Linked DNA regions of Mus musculus: regions 2, 3 and 4 are each linked to region 1. The links are chromatin contacts, called in public ChIA-PET and promoter capture Hi-C maps. All regions are on one chromosome and are shown on one strand. Each heading gives the region's core, a stretch centred on a gene start, on an enhancer-like site or on the middle of the called end of the contact. The rest is flanking DNA. Distances are from core to core; before and after follow the strand shown.

What was found. ChIA-PET counts read pairs in DNA pulled down with a chosen protein or histone mark. Capture Hi-C pulls out chosen DNA fragments and counts their contacts.
Region 2: an RNA polymerase II ChIA-PET map of memory CD8 T cells shows a contact between it and region 1, with 53 read pairs. The contact joins the enhancer-like site here to the promoter of Rbmx in region 1. A contact is called at or near these places in 1 of 39 promoter capture datasets (pre-B cells), 1 of 484 Hi-C or Micro-C datasets (granulocyte-monocyte progenitors), 2 of 115 datasets of contacts at active chromatin or transcription factors (effector CD8 T cells and memory CD8 T cells) and 1 of 9 other capture datasets (liver).
Region 3: a promoter capture Hi-C map of adipose tissue shows a contact between it and region 1. The contact joins the promoter of Cd40lg here to the promoter of Rbmx in region 1. A contact is called at or near these places in 14 of 39 promoter capture datasets (the 3T3-L1 cell line, 3T3-L1-derived adipocytes, the C10 cell line and 9 more), 1 of 115 datasets of contacts at active chromatin or transcription factors (memory CD8 T cells) and 2 of 9 other capture datasets (adipose tissue and liver).
Region 4: a contact with region 1 is called in an RNA polymerase II ChIA-PET map of memory CD8 T cells, with 74 read pairs. The contact joins the enhancer-like site here to the promoter of Rbmx in region 1. A contact is called at or near these places in 9 of 39 promoter capture datasets (3T3-L1-derived adipocytes, the C10 cell line, the HPC-7 cell line and 5 more), 8 of 484 Hi-C or Micro-C datasets (B cells, CD4 T cells, Th1 cells and 5 more), 5 of 115 datasets of contacts at active chromatin or transcription factors (the 230-238 cell line, the SCID.adh cell line, bone marrow-derived macrophages and 2 more) and 4 of 9 other capture datasets (adipose tissue, liver, macrophages and 1 more).

The regions. Positions count from the first base shown.
Region 1 is chrX:57,391,294-57,394,736 of GRCm38.p6, forward strand. Rbmx (RNA binding motif protein, X chromosome) reads right to left here and starts at 1,743. Exons shown (of 9, transcript NM_011252.4): 1 at 1,559-1,743; 2 at 274-405; 3 at 1-85. The coding sequence starts at 382. It overlaps Snord61 (small nucleolar RNA, C/D box 61), which reads right to left and starts at 216; the gene lies at 155-216.
Region 2 is chrX:57,187,893-57,191,335 of GRCm38.p6, forward strand. No RefSeq gene overlaps it. Among named protein-coding and RNA genes, the nearest start is that of Gm14718, 11 kb to the right of the region's middle. Within about 2 kb of position 1,654, at least 26 of the 459 cell types and tissues checked have an H3K27ac peak or open chromatin away from gene starts, as enhancers often do. A contact at or near this core is called in memory CD8 T cells, where this site is marked.
Region 3 is chrX:57,210,207-57,213,649 of GRCm38.p6, forward strand. Cd40lg (CD40 ligand) reads left to right here and starts at 1,937. Exons shown (of 5, transcript NM_011616.2): 1 at 1,937-2,104. The coding sequence starts at 1,949.
Region 4 is chrX:57,252,024-57,255,466 of GRCm38.p6, forward strand. The region is part of intron 10 of Arhgef6 (Rac/Cdc42 guanine nucleotide exchange factor (GEF) 6); the gene reads right to left. Among named protein-coding and RNA genes, the nearest start is that of Cd40lg, 42 kb to the left of the region's middle. Within about 2 kb of position 1,513, at least 23 of the 459 cell types and tissues checked have an H3K27ac peak or open chromatin away from gene starts, as enhancers often do. A contact at or near this core is called in Th1 cells, effector CD8 T cells and memory CD8 T cells, where this site is marked.

The sequences.
Region 1 (3,443 bases), core at 493-2,992:
GCATCCTTTGCATCTGCTGGGCTTTCAAAAGTGACAAAAGCGAATCCTCTTGACTTATTCGTTTCTCGGTCCTTCATCAAAAGAACTGAAACAGTTGGGGGGGTGGGGTTTAGTTTCATTCAAACAAAGATAATCAGCGCACATCTGCGAGAAGCAAGCTCAGAACTTCTTAGAGGACAATGCATTTATCATGTCGGAAGATCAGTGGATTCAAATTCATCACAGCTTGTCTTTTAATTTTATTAATATATCATACGATTTTAGATAACTCACCTTCCACTATTCGTCCATATTTGCCAAACACTGCCTCAAGGGCTTTCTCATTCGTCTCTGTATTAAGCCCACCAATAAAGAGCTTTCCTGGGCGATCTGCTTCAACCATTTTTCCTCTTAACCGATGGGGGTCTGCTGAAAAATGGTATTATTATCTCTCTGTAGAAAGTCCCCAAAGTTTATTGAACAGCTTAATTATGGCTCATGTTTTGTTAAAATCTTTATTCTTTAGTAACTAAAGATACCAATAAACCTCAAGTGTGGTAGAAAATCAATTGAAATACTTTGGCTAACAGTGCAGCGCAATTTTCATTAACAGGGTTAAAAGGGCCTGCCTAATTTACCATCTTCATCTGCCCTGCTTTTAGTCAATGAAGAGCTACTCAACACTTAAAAAGGCTACTTTTAAATGTATTTTACTTTTAATATAAGATTGCAACCTTAGAGTGCAGGAATTAACAGAAGGGGGCCACCACACCTGGCTATGGTCTTGATCTCTTATCTTTAAAACATTCCGTTACCTATCAACCTACTTGCTATCCGCCCCACCGCCCCCAACCCGAAGCCAAAGGTATAAAAGACTTCCTATTCATTCAAGGTCACCAGCCAGACACACCAAGTAAGGAGCAAGCCCTTTCCACATTTAGATTCCCTAGTTAAGTTTAGGGACAAATCTCTACCTTAGGACAAAGTCGCTGCATCTAGCCCAACGAAAGATTGTTAGTTATCCGATCGAAAAGAAAAAGTGCCAGAGTCCGAAGATAACGGAACTCAGAATCACACACTCTTAACACTCTTTTCCAGTCCTGACACCTAATTAAGACTCATTAAAAACCGCGTGTTAAAGACAAAATGGCGACACTTGGAACGAACCCAGAACCACCAACAGCCTCCGGACGAACTAACTTTTGCATTGACAGTTGCAGCGAAAACTCAGAAAGCTTCCTCTCCTTGCCGCCAAGGACCAGAGGAAGCCTCAGAAGTCCACCAGCCTATCATTAGCACGGACGCTATTCTGGTGTTACTCCCGCGGTCCCAGCACGTCCCGCCCCACCTACAAAGCTGCGCCCTCCGCCCTCCCGCGACAGGGGACAGCCAAACCTCCGGGAGACGCACTCAGATAACTGACCCCATAATGTGCTGCTTCCACCCCTTCTGCTTTAAATAGGTTGACACCTTTGGGTGTCTTAAAATGGCGCCCGCCGCCACTATCTCCCGGGAAACAAATGACATCCAGCTCTAACAAGTCTGTATGGAAAACAGGCCAAGGAAAGGAAAGTCCTACCCGAGGGGACTGCGACGGTCTCAAGCTCCTCTGAGCTCGCCGACCGGACCTCCCGAGCAGCGCCGCACCAGTGACAGCTACCGATTTTCAGAACGGAACAGAAATGACGCTAGGACGACTGCGCAACGAGGGCGAACAAAGGAGACTGCAATCTTTATACTACCCGGGAACGAGGCTGAAGAACCCGGATGGAAATTAAGCTTAGAATTTGAAGCACGAAGGGAGGGGAGGGAGTGGTTCCCAGATTCTTCATTGGCTGTTCCCTTTGTCATTCACTAGTCACTCCGCCTCTTTCCTGTGTCTCTTAAAGTTCTGGCCGGTGCCGGATTTTAACCGTTTGCCCTGCCCCCATCCATTCTCCTCCAAGGCGCCTTTTAGCTTCGCTAAATATGCTAAAACACTGGACGGGATTTATTGACTAGAGAAGTAAATTTATTGAGCAACCTATTAGGTCAAACAAGGCGCAAAACTTTTACTTTTGCATGAAAATCCTAATTCCAAAAGCAATGTGAAAAAACGGTAGAATGCCAACGTTATAGAAATAAGAAACAAAGAAGTTTCGTTGATACTCAATAACTGGCTAAATTTTCTTGAGCAATAAGTAATACATTGGAAGAATCTGTTAAGTAAGTGTTAAGTGAAAACAGAACTTGATGACATTACAAAAATATCATTCATATAGAACGATTACTGAGTACCTACTTGATTTCTGTGCAAGTGAGACCAGAGTCAGGTGCCTCGGGGTTAAGACTGTCAAACAAAAATCCCTGACGATAGTTGGGAGTGCTTACCCACACATTTCATCCCAGTATTTGGGACGCTGAAGTAGGGCAGTTACGCGTTTCAGCACAGACTGGCTTTGTTAGAGTCTGTCTCAAACACCAAACCAAACAAAAAAAAAAAAATGCTACCAAGCATGCTTGAACTTTAAGTGAGCATTCTTAATTTGTTTTGTGTTTTGAGACAGTACCAGTCAGGCTGAGAGTGGTCTTGGAATTCACAGCTCTGATCCTGCCTCAGATTTCCAAGTGCTGGAATTACAGGCATGAGCTACCAGACCAGGTTCTGCATTCTAAATTTTTATCTGCTTGTGAAAGAAAAATAACAATTTAACCTAGAGGGGATTTTCTTTTCATTTCTTTTCTTTCCTTTTTCCTTTTTTCTTTTTCTGTTCCTGTCTGGCTGTCCTACAACTTGCTCTGCAGACCAGGCTGGAGATCCCTGTCTTTGCCTCCCAAGAAAAACGATTTTAGATACCAGCCTTTTATACTATGGATCATATTTCCTCATATGGGGTGATAGAATTGAATGTGGGCATAGTAGTAAAAGTGGCAATAATAAAAGGTTTCTGATACATAACAAAAATTCAATTCAAAATCAAATATATATGAGATATGTGGAAAGATTTATTAGAATGACTTACAGACTGTGGACCAGGTAATGCGACAATGACTGACTATGAACCCAGAAGTTCCTCAGTCCACGAGGCTGGATGTAGAGGCTGGTCTTCAGTAGATGCTAGAATCCCTAAAAAGTAGGCTCTAATGCCAGTGAAGGAATGCACTTGCTAGCAAGGTGAGAGCAAGCAGGCAAAAAGCAAAGGCTTTCTTATTCCAAGCCCTTATCTAGGACTTGGAAAGTATAGCACAGATTAAAAGTGGTTTTAGTACTCAGGATCTGGATTAAAGGTGTGTTTTCCTGCCTCAAGACCCAGATAGTCTTCCCACATCAAAAGATCTGAATTACAGGTGTGTCTTACCAGAAAGGTCAGGATAAGAAGTGGATCTTGCACTGAGTGTGGTGGCACACACCTTTAATCCTAGCATTTCAGAGGCAAGGCAGGCAGATCTAAGTTTGAGGCCAGCCTGGTTTACAGAGTGTGTTC
Region 2 (3,443 bases), core at 404-2,903, 200 kb before region 1:
TAGTGTGAAGGTCAAAGACACAGAAACCAGACACACGTGGAATTTTTCTCTGTGATACATATGAGCTTGACTAAGTAACTCGACTCTTCCTAGCTTTCACATTGTTGCTGGAGCTGCAATGATATATAGCTTCTTAGGTCATAGCCTGGACTGGGGACAGCATGAGTACTGGAACCCTGTGAGTCCCATACTGTTTCCTTACTACCTACGATGCACACTGGGAAGTGCAGTGGTAATTTGCATCAGAGACCAAACAGATGAGGCATAGGGTAGAGAAAGAATAAATAGCATTGCAGGGTGCGGCTCTGAAACCATCCACAAGAAACACAGATTTCCTCTATATAAGGAAGGTCCAAGTTGTGTGGCTGCCAGAAGAGTTTAGAGAAAATAGGGAACTACATAGGGATTCCTGGAGGAGAAACAGCTGAGGTTGGTTCTAAATGGGTGGGAAGCATTGCAGATAAGGAGAACAGGTCAAGGCATGATGAGAAGGGATAAGAATGCTGGGCTGTGGGCTGAGGACTAGAAGGATTTTTAAGAAGGTAAAGTGCTTGTTGTGAAAGTCCCAGGACCTGTCCTCAGATCCCAGGCAATCACATAAAAGTCCCACATGGCAGCGTACTCTGTAACCCTATGCTGAGGGACAGGCAGGGAAGGAAGGCCTGGAGATAGCCAGGCGATCTGTGGAGCTTGCTGGATAGCCAGTCTAGCAGAAATAGAAAGCTCAACACTTGAAAAGGGAGTCAAGAAAACACCCAACATCACATCACATTCTTGCCTACACACACACATTCACAAGGATTTTCAAACACACACACACACACACACACACACACACGGGGGGGGGGGGGCGGGCAAGAGAGGAGGGTGAGCTGTTGAACTAAATGTGTACCTTGTTTACAGAGTGTTTTGTGGGTGGATTACAAGAATAACAAAGACTCCTCTGATGGTCCAAACTCCTTCATTTTAAGTCTAATAAATGGAGATGCTGAAAGAGAGGTCTGTACCATCAGACAGCTGACCAAGAATGCACACAGACCTTCACACTAGTCTTCAGATCTCCTCCCCTGGAGGTGCGTCACTAGGCTGGGAAAATTTGGGGGACAGAAATCTTGCTGCAGTCAAAACTGAATGGTGTATAGGAAGGAAATGAGATGAGCCTGATAAAGGGGGGCATGGTTTCTTTTGGGGTTGATGAGAAATGTTCTGGAATTAGGCGATAACAGATGGTTATACAACTATGCATGTGGCAAGGATTTTTAAAGTCTATACTTTAAATGAGTGAATCCTATGGTGTGGAAATTGTATGTCAATATAGGTACCACAAAAAAATACTGACTGAATCCATTCTGAGTTATGTCTCAGAACAGGGCCATGTCCACTAGAAGGAGAATGGAGCTAATGAATGCTAGAATAGAACGATATTTGTTAAAGAATACATAACTACTCTGGTATTTCATACATCCAAGCCGAAAACCAAACTAAAATAAGACAAAAACAAAAAACAAAAGAGCTAACACCACCACCGTCGAAGTGAGGTCTTCTAGTCATCTTCTGAAGTCCTTACATTCAGCTTTAGATGCTGTTTCTTCAGCCCTTCACTTCCCTCACCCAGGATGCCCTTGATCTCTTCATAAACAGTGGAGATCACATGGTGCCCAGGTGTTAGGTTCTGAGTATTTGCCAGGAGCTAGAGATGGGTGTGTGGAGACCCTGTGGTGAGAGAGTGCCCGAATCAAAGAGGTGCCAAGCAGCTCCTCAACTGACCTAGGTGACGTGATAAGCACCAGAGAGGACTTTCAGCCTGGATTCTCAGCCCAGCATAAGTTGTATGACTTCTCAGAAAATTCTAAAGGCTTCCTCCACTCTTATTTTAGCATAATGGTAAGTCTTCTGTGAACCAAAACAGACATGTGCAAAGTAATTTTCTTCCTTAAAAATAAGTTTTTAAAAACTCATACGAAAGCATTGAATCTATATGACTCCTGCCCCTTCACCTCCAATTCCTCCCAGGTCCTTCTCCAGAATTCATGATCGCCTCCTCACTTGTGACTGTTACATGAATATACGTACGTACGTGTGTGTGTGTGTGTGTGTGTGTGTGTGTGTGTGTGTACACCCATGAGTATATAACCTACTGAGTCCATGTCGGTTTGTTCACATGAGCACATTTACAGGGATGGTCACTTAGGATTGTACAATCTCTGTAGGAGTTTGTCCCTGGAGGAAACTGATTCTCCCCCTCTCACCTGCAGCTCTTTGTCTAGGGGTGGGACCATGTGAAAGTTTCCTTGCCCACATTGACATGACAACTGGTGGTGTCACTATATTGGCTTTGCTTAGGCAACTGTATTGTTGAGAGCTCATAGGTACATTTCTGAAGCAGAACACGGGTACTCTGAAAGGGGAAATGAAAAAATTAGGAGGCTATAAATATGGAGGTGAGAGGATGAGAGAGAGAAGGAAGAACAATAAATACACTAAGGGTATTTGAAAAAAAAACATGCAGAATCATATTAATTTTTACCTAGAATTACATATAAGATATATGTGCATATACATACCCAGTCTCTTATTTTTATCCATTTCTTTGCTTATGATCTAGCAAAGGAATAAGAGATTATTGACATTGTAGAGCTATTATAATAAGTACAGTTGTACAATGGCTCGTAAGGTTCCTGCACACACACCTCCATGTTTATGCATTACATAGCTCTATCTAGTTGCCTGCCTATGGGAAGTTAACGAGTAATAGGATAATACTCCCGTGGTTAAGTTATATTATGAAGCAAATATGGAAGATGTTGCAGATGTAATTAAAGCCCCAAATATCTTTAAACTAGTCAAAAAGACAGTCAACCTATTTGGGTCAAATGCAATCACAAAGGGTAACTAAGAGAAAAAAAACTGAGACAAATACTAAAGGAGCTGCATGGAGATCCACAGTGGGGCATTTGAAGTAATAATAGCTAGCACAATGATGTTTTCTAGGCCTATTCTCAGAGCCTTTGTTAGACCTCACAATGACAGTAGCTCCTGGAAAAAGCCTTCTTGCTGGACTCTGCTGATTTCTGAGGTGCTTGAGTGAACAGAGGTTTGGTCTGTTGCTATGTATTGTAATGCTTAATGGGGCCCCCAAGGCCTAGTTGCCCCAGAAGCAAGAGAGTCTGCATGTAGACCCAAGTGATCTTATCCCCAAGTTATTTCTTATTGGTGAATAAAGATAGGCAGAATCGAGATAGATGGGACTTGGTGTTCTCGGCCTTGTGGTTGGAGGAGAGCCATGGCAGGGGGGAGGGTGGCAGGGGTGGGGAGAAGAGAGTAAAGAGAGAAGAAAGATGCCATGAGTTAGGAGTCAAAAAAGCATGGCCCTGAGGGCTGGCCAATTGGAGTTAAGAGCAGCCCAGATGAAATATAGTAAGTAATAATTTGGGGTTATCAAT
Region 3 (3,443 bases), core at 687-3,186, 180 kb before region 1:
GTAAATGTGGAAAAGAAAATGGAGTAATAGGAGGCCTTGGTGTTAGAGGATTTAAGGGTGGAGAGTATTCAGGAGGATGGTAGAAAAATAGGTCAGGAGAATAAGAGAGAAGGCACTAAAGAGAAATGCTAAAAAGCATTCAGCCCAAGCTATAACTGAGCTAATAGCTGAAGCGCCCGTTTCAGTGTTATATTGTGGGCAAAAGTCAGGCTTCAGGAGTCTAGAGATGAAAAAGTGGGAGCAGGGAGGTTTTACAACACTTTCTTGAAGTTGATCACAAAAGCAAACCCTGATTGCCTGTCCAAGGTGCCTGTACCAACCTCTCCCTTGAGCTTGGCTGTGCCAAGCTGATCTTCACAAGGCCTTTGTAAACTGAACTTTCTATAATTATGTCAAGTTGACCTGGAACACAGCCTTGAGCCCAAGCTATGATCACTTGTCTAAGAACCAATGCTTCTGACTTGACTGATCAAAGTTTATCATTTGCTTTGAAGCCACCCCCTTAGCAGATGTAGTAAAAAAAAAAAAAAAAAAACTGCACAGGTTTGGGCCCAGGACAGGATGCTGAGGCGTGGGAGGAGAAGACAGCAGGTGCTAACTACACAGACAGCATCCCTAGCAGAGCAGTGTTTATATTTCCTATTTGTCTCTTGAAACAAGTTTGTAGGAATCACCAAAGCAATTTTACCAGTTTCTATACAGGAAGTTGGGATGTGGGAGAGAGATTTCCACAGCTGTATTAGTTTGAAGGTTATCTGATATGACATCACAATGGCCATTCATACATGTATACTTCCGAAAACAGTGTCACAACCTGAGGTGGTTTGGCCTCAGCTTAGTTTGTTCATCATATAAAGAGTTAGGAATCATTTGGAAAACTCATTTCATAGGGTATGAAAACTGTTAAAAAAAATAGGGATAACTATATATTGTGTGAGATGCCTCCAAAGTCTTTTTCCTTAGCATCTTTAGTCTGTCTTCTCCAAAACCTATGGGTTAGGCAAAGCCCTTTGTGTAGGGGAGAGTGAGAGGCAAAGTGACTTACTGGGAGTTCGTAGGAATTTATTAGTACAGCAAGGACTAGAATCCAGGTTTCTCAGCTGAAGCTCAGTTTTCATATCCTTAGCTACATATCAGTATAGTGGACTGTAACTGTGAAGACAGAGAATGTGGCCGAATTAGGCTAATCATTGCCTTTAGCTTCAGTCCCCAAGTTTCTGTCTGATTTCCCAAACACCGTAGCTAGCTTTGCTTTTCACCAACGTTTTTATTGGTTTGTTTTTTACATAAATTCTCTTTCTAGCTACATCTTATTTAATAAATGTGGAGCCCTTTTTTTGCTTTATGACATGTAGTTTTGACTAGTAAAGCTAGAAAGATTTTATTGAGCTTAGAGATTAAAGAATCAAAGTCCTGAGAAGCAATTAAGGGGCGGCACACTGGACATGAAATCAGTCCTTATATTTGCTAACATCTAGTCCTTTAACTTTATACCAGGTTCCAGATTTATGTTAGTAAGATTGAAATTGAAATAAGTTTATTACTAGTGGACTCATTTGTCACTTTCCTTGAAACTGGTGAACCCCAAACTTTAGAGAGCAATAGGAAAAATACTGCCATTGTCTTTTAAGAAGTCTGACATTTCAAGGCAAGAATGAATGTATGGAAGAAGAAACCCGTTTCTTCTTTACTAACAAAAGGGAAAGCCTGGAAGTGAATGATATGGGTGTGATTTAAAAAAAGAAAAGGAAAGAAAAGAAAAGAAAAACCCTTTACGTAACTTTTTTTGCTGGGACAGAAGACTACGAAGCACATTTTCCAGGAAGTGTGGGTTGCGACGATTGTGCGCTCTTAACTAATCCTGAGTAAGGCGGCCACTTTGACAGTCTTCTCATGCTGCCTCTGTCCCATTCTTGGTCAGAAGACACCATTTCAGCTTTCAGTCAGCATGATAGAAACATACAGCCAACCTTCCCCCAGATCCGTGGCAACTGGACTTCCAGCGAGCATGAAGATTTTTATGTATTTACTTACTGTTTTCCTTATCACCCAAATGATTGGATCTGTGCTTTTTGCTGTGTATCTTCATAGAAGATTGGATAAGGTAAGGTGACCTACAAGCCTTAATTAGCTAAATTGGGGGTTCTTATTGATCTAGGACGGTTTGAATTAAGTTCTACCTAAATGATGGAGAACAGTAGAAAGTGGATAATGTTTGTTGTGGCATAATGTTTGTTGCCTAGAAAGTAGAACCTTACCTCTGACTAAGATCTTGGAATGTGCAATCAGACAGCCTGGCTTCAAATCTTAGCTTAGCTCTTAACTGCTCTGAGATTCTGCACATGTCACTTCATATTTTCATTTCTTTTTCTGTCCCAGGGAAATAGAGGTAGACATAGTACCCATGGCACAGATCAAATGATTCTAGCCCTGAAGAGGAGATAAACTATGCCTGGCACATAGTACATGCTAGTTAGTTCCTAAAAGTTGCTCCCCAAAGTGAACTATTTCCCCCCACGAAGACAACTTTAAAAAAATGAGCCCCATGAAAACAACTTTAAAAGGTGAGCCAGAAAAAAAGGAACATTGATTTGATCTGAAATTCCATTGTGTTTTGGATGAGTACAGACATGAACTATGCTCCCAATCTGCCGATTGATTTTTAAAGTCAGAATGGTGCTATCTGTGCAACTCTTCAATGCCAACTGCCACTGTAAGCTGCTCTGTGCTCCGCGGAGGAGATTTTCCATGCTTAAATGATTAGGAAGGGAGCAGACTAGCTAAGAACAGTAACTTCAGGATCTACGCTGTTTCCATGTGCTGGCTCATATCCACTGAGGGCCATATGGGCTGTGTTATGAAATGCTAAGGGATAATGGGGAAGTTGTAACCCATATAGACTCAAATGTGCTGTCAAATTTAAGTGAACTTTAAATGACAGGCAAAGCTATTGGCAAACTCCACCTTATATTTTGTTTTGATTTTATTTGGTTAAGTTTGGATTTTTCCCCCCTTTTTGAGACAGTTTCATACTGTAGCTCAGAATGGTCTGGAACTCTCTAGATAGACGAAACTGGCTTCTAACTCACAGGAACACTCCTGCCTCATCCTACAAATATAGAGATTACACACATGTTCCACTATACTTGTATTGGTTCTTGTTTTGAAAGTTAAGAATTTGCCCTTAAGACAAGAAGAAATTGTTCAGAATTAGTTGACAACACAAGTTAATTGCATACATTTAATTACTCACATATAAAAAAGAAAATATTGCATTCACTTTGGGGATAAGAGATAATTTCTTTTAAAATGCAAAGCATTTCTACAAGTACAGAAGAAATGAGAGATGTAATTATAAATCCATGTTGTGAATGAATGCCGCTGTAATGCCTCGTGTCATGAACACTACCATGAAGCAGGCAAACTAGCTCGGCAGCAAACTA
Region 4 (3,443 bases), core at 263-2,762, 140 kb before region 1:
GCAAAAAAAAGTAGTATGAACTCTTAACTGCTGAGCTGTCTTTCCAGCTCCAGAACATTTCTTCTATTTTTCTTTTTATTTTTATTTCTCTTCCTTCCTTCCTTCCTTCCTTCCTTCCTTCCTTCCTTCCTTCCTTCCCTCCTTCCTTCCTTTCTCTCTCTCTCTCTTTCCTTCCTTCCTTCCTTCCTTCCTTCCTCCCTCCCTCCCTCCATCCCCCCCTCTCTCTTTCTTTTTTCTTTTCTTTTTTTTCTTTTTGACAGAGTTTCTCTGTATATAGCCCTGGCTGTCCTGGAACTCACTCTGTAGACCAGGCTGGCCTCGAACTCAGAAATCTGCCTGCCTCTGCCTCCCAAGTGCTGGGGTTAAAGGCGTGCACCACCACTGCCCGGCTCCCAGAAAATTTCTTAATCACTTAATTACTAGAAGCACTGGGATCCTAAATTCTGGCCCAGTTTTGAATTCTTAACTTATACTATACAACTGATTGTTTTGCACATAAAATTAAAATGTACTGCTATTTTTCTTTTGAACTGACAAGCAAATTTGTTGATAGTTATGGTATATGACGGTTTAATATATGCATATGCATATACACATTCACATTGTAGAATCTAGCCCATCACAGTTGACTTTTAAGACAATTTATAACATATCATATATTTAGTAACAACATTATAGTTGTCATTATTGAGGTAAGACTTCCCATTTCCCTGACCAGCAAATAATGGACTCCACAGATTTTTGTATGCTTCGATATGGTTACAGTTTGGTCTTTCTTTCCTCTCCTCTCCTCTCCTCTCCTCTCCTCTCCTCTCCTCTCCTCTCCTCTTCTCGTATTTCGTTGTCTAGGTTTTGTAGGATTTGGGTTTGATTTTTGAGAAAGATCTTGAAGCTGACTGGGTAGGGAGGAATAGAAGATCTTGGTGGACTTGGAGGAGGGGAAGAGTATGATCAAATATATTTAAATTTAAATTTATTTTAATTAATAAAAATTGAATAAATAAGTAATATTTACCATTACTAAATAATTACTCAGAGGGACATCACTGATCCTGTAGTGCAACTAGTATTGAGGTATATGGACATGGTAGGCATACTTCACTTAGGAGTATATGTACTGACTTCATGGATTCAGCTGAAGAACGGAGAAGGCCAGTTCTGCTCATCCAGTCTCAGGTAGAAAACATGGTAGAACAGACTAGAGATCTGACTCAGGCCACAGGCAGGATTGTCCATGGAAAATTAGTGTGTATTCTTTCACGGTAAATCTTATTTTATCAAGTGATTAGAAATTCGGATTGGCCTGGCCCAGTGCTACACTCCCAGAAAGGGGGATGCAGCATTTGATGGTCCCAATCTGAAGGAAGAGTCAAAGCCAATGTGACCAAACAGAGGCTGGCCTAGAAACAGATGAGGCCTGCAGGCAGACAGGCAGGCAGGAGGAGCTTAACTGTGTGTTCCTGAAGTTGTCAGTACTGCAGCATTGTGTTGTAGCACTGAGAAGTGACAAGCAGAGGCCACTGGTTTCTGAATTTTTATGACACGGAAGGAGGGGCAAACCTCAAACCATCTGCTGAACTGGTTTAGCATACAGAAAGGCATCCAGAGGTCAATGCCTTCTAGAGCCCCTATTGAAATCTCATTCTGGCAAACTTTCCTCACCAGCTCCCCGCTGTCTCCAACTTTAGGGCAGTCCAAATACAGTTTTTTCACACGGAGGTGAGCTCTTAAGACTTACAAATGCTGACAAGAACAGTAGCTTTTTTCTTTAAAGATAATCAACCCCTTTAAAACCTCAAAACCTTTCCCCAGACACAGGAAGAGCAACTATGGTAAACACAGTCGTTGCCGCCCACGCCTCCACATCCAGTGCCAGATCACAAAAGAGCTGTGTGTTAAAAGATTTTGCTGAAAGGACCCTGATATAGCTAGCTGTCTCTTGTGAGGCTATGCCGGGGCCTGGCAAACACAGAAGTGGATACTCACAGTCAGCTATTGGATGGAACACAGGAGGAGCTAGAGAAAGTACCCAAGGAGCTGAAGGGGTCTGCAACCCTATAGGTGGAACAACAATATGAACTAACCAGTACCTCCAGAGCCCGTGTCTCTAGCTGCATTTGTAGCAGAAGATCGCCTAGTTGGCCATCATTGGGAAGAGAGGCCCCTTGGTCTTGCAAACTTTATATGCCTCAGTACAGGGGAATGCCAGGGCCAAGAAATGGGAGTGGGTGGGTAGGGGAGTGGGGCAGGGGGAGGGTATAGGGGACTTTAGGGAAAGCATTTGAATAGATGAAGTAAATACCTAAAAAAAAATCTCAAGATTTGGGTGCTCAGACTTGCTTATCAGACCTCGTTGCAAGTCCTAATATTTAGAAAAGATTGTAGCTACACTACATTATGAGTACATTTTAAGTTCCTAAACAAAAATGTGAGTGGACTTTGATGTAAAGACACTGGTGGGCAGTGGAGAGTAGTATTGGATCCATTTATAATCTTTAAGGAGGGCCAGAGTCAGAAAATCAAATGTCCACATTGTTCCCATCTGGGACAAACATCTTTTTCTTTTTTTGTGTTTTCTTCTCCTGACTTTTGGTTTGGTCTTCATGTTTTTTAACATTGGTTTGCAAAACAATAGAGATTTGTAGGTCTGAATGCCAAAGAACCATCATGTACAGACAAGTTGGCAATAGAAAACCAAGGCAGTAGTTCTCAGTCGTCCTAATTCTGTAACCCTTTACATTTCCTCATGTTGTGGGGACCCCCAACCATAACCTTATTTCATTGCTACTTCATAACTGTAATGTTGCTACTGTTGTGAATCACAATGTAAATATCTGATGTGCAGGATAGCTGATATGTGATCCCAGTGGAAGGGTTGTTCAGCTGCTGAAAGGGTTGCAACCCATAGTTTGGGAACCACTGACCTAAGTCAATAAATGAGCACAGCCTTAAGGGAAGCAACAGGGCCAAGATCTGGAGGAGAGAGGAAGAATTATAACTGTGTATCTTATTTGGTTGTATAAAGAGGGATGCTGGAATACCATTCAGGAAGAGGGAAGAGCTCATCAAGTTGACTTGGAAACCATGATGTTTTCTGGATTCTTAATAAAGTTGGTTTGGCCCAGATGTCCCTCAACAGAGGAATGGATACAGAAAATGTGGTACATTTACACAATTGAGTACTACTCAGCTATTAAAAAGAATGAATTTATGAAATTCCTAGCCAAATGGATGGACCTGGAGGGCATCATCCTGAGTGACGTAACACATTCACAAAGTAATTCACACAATATGTACTCACTGATAAGTGGATATTAGCCCAAAACCTAGGATACCCAAGATATAAGATACAATTTGCTAAACACATGAAACTCAAGAAGAATGAAGACTGAAGTGTGGACACTATGCCCCTCCTTAGAATTGGGAACAAAACACCCATGGAA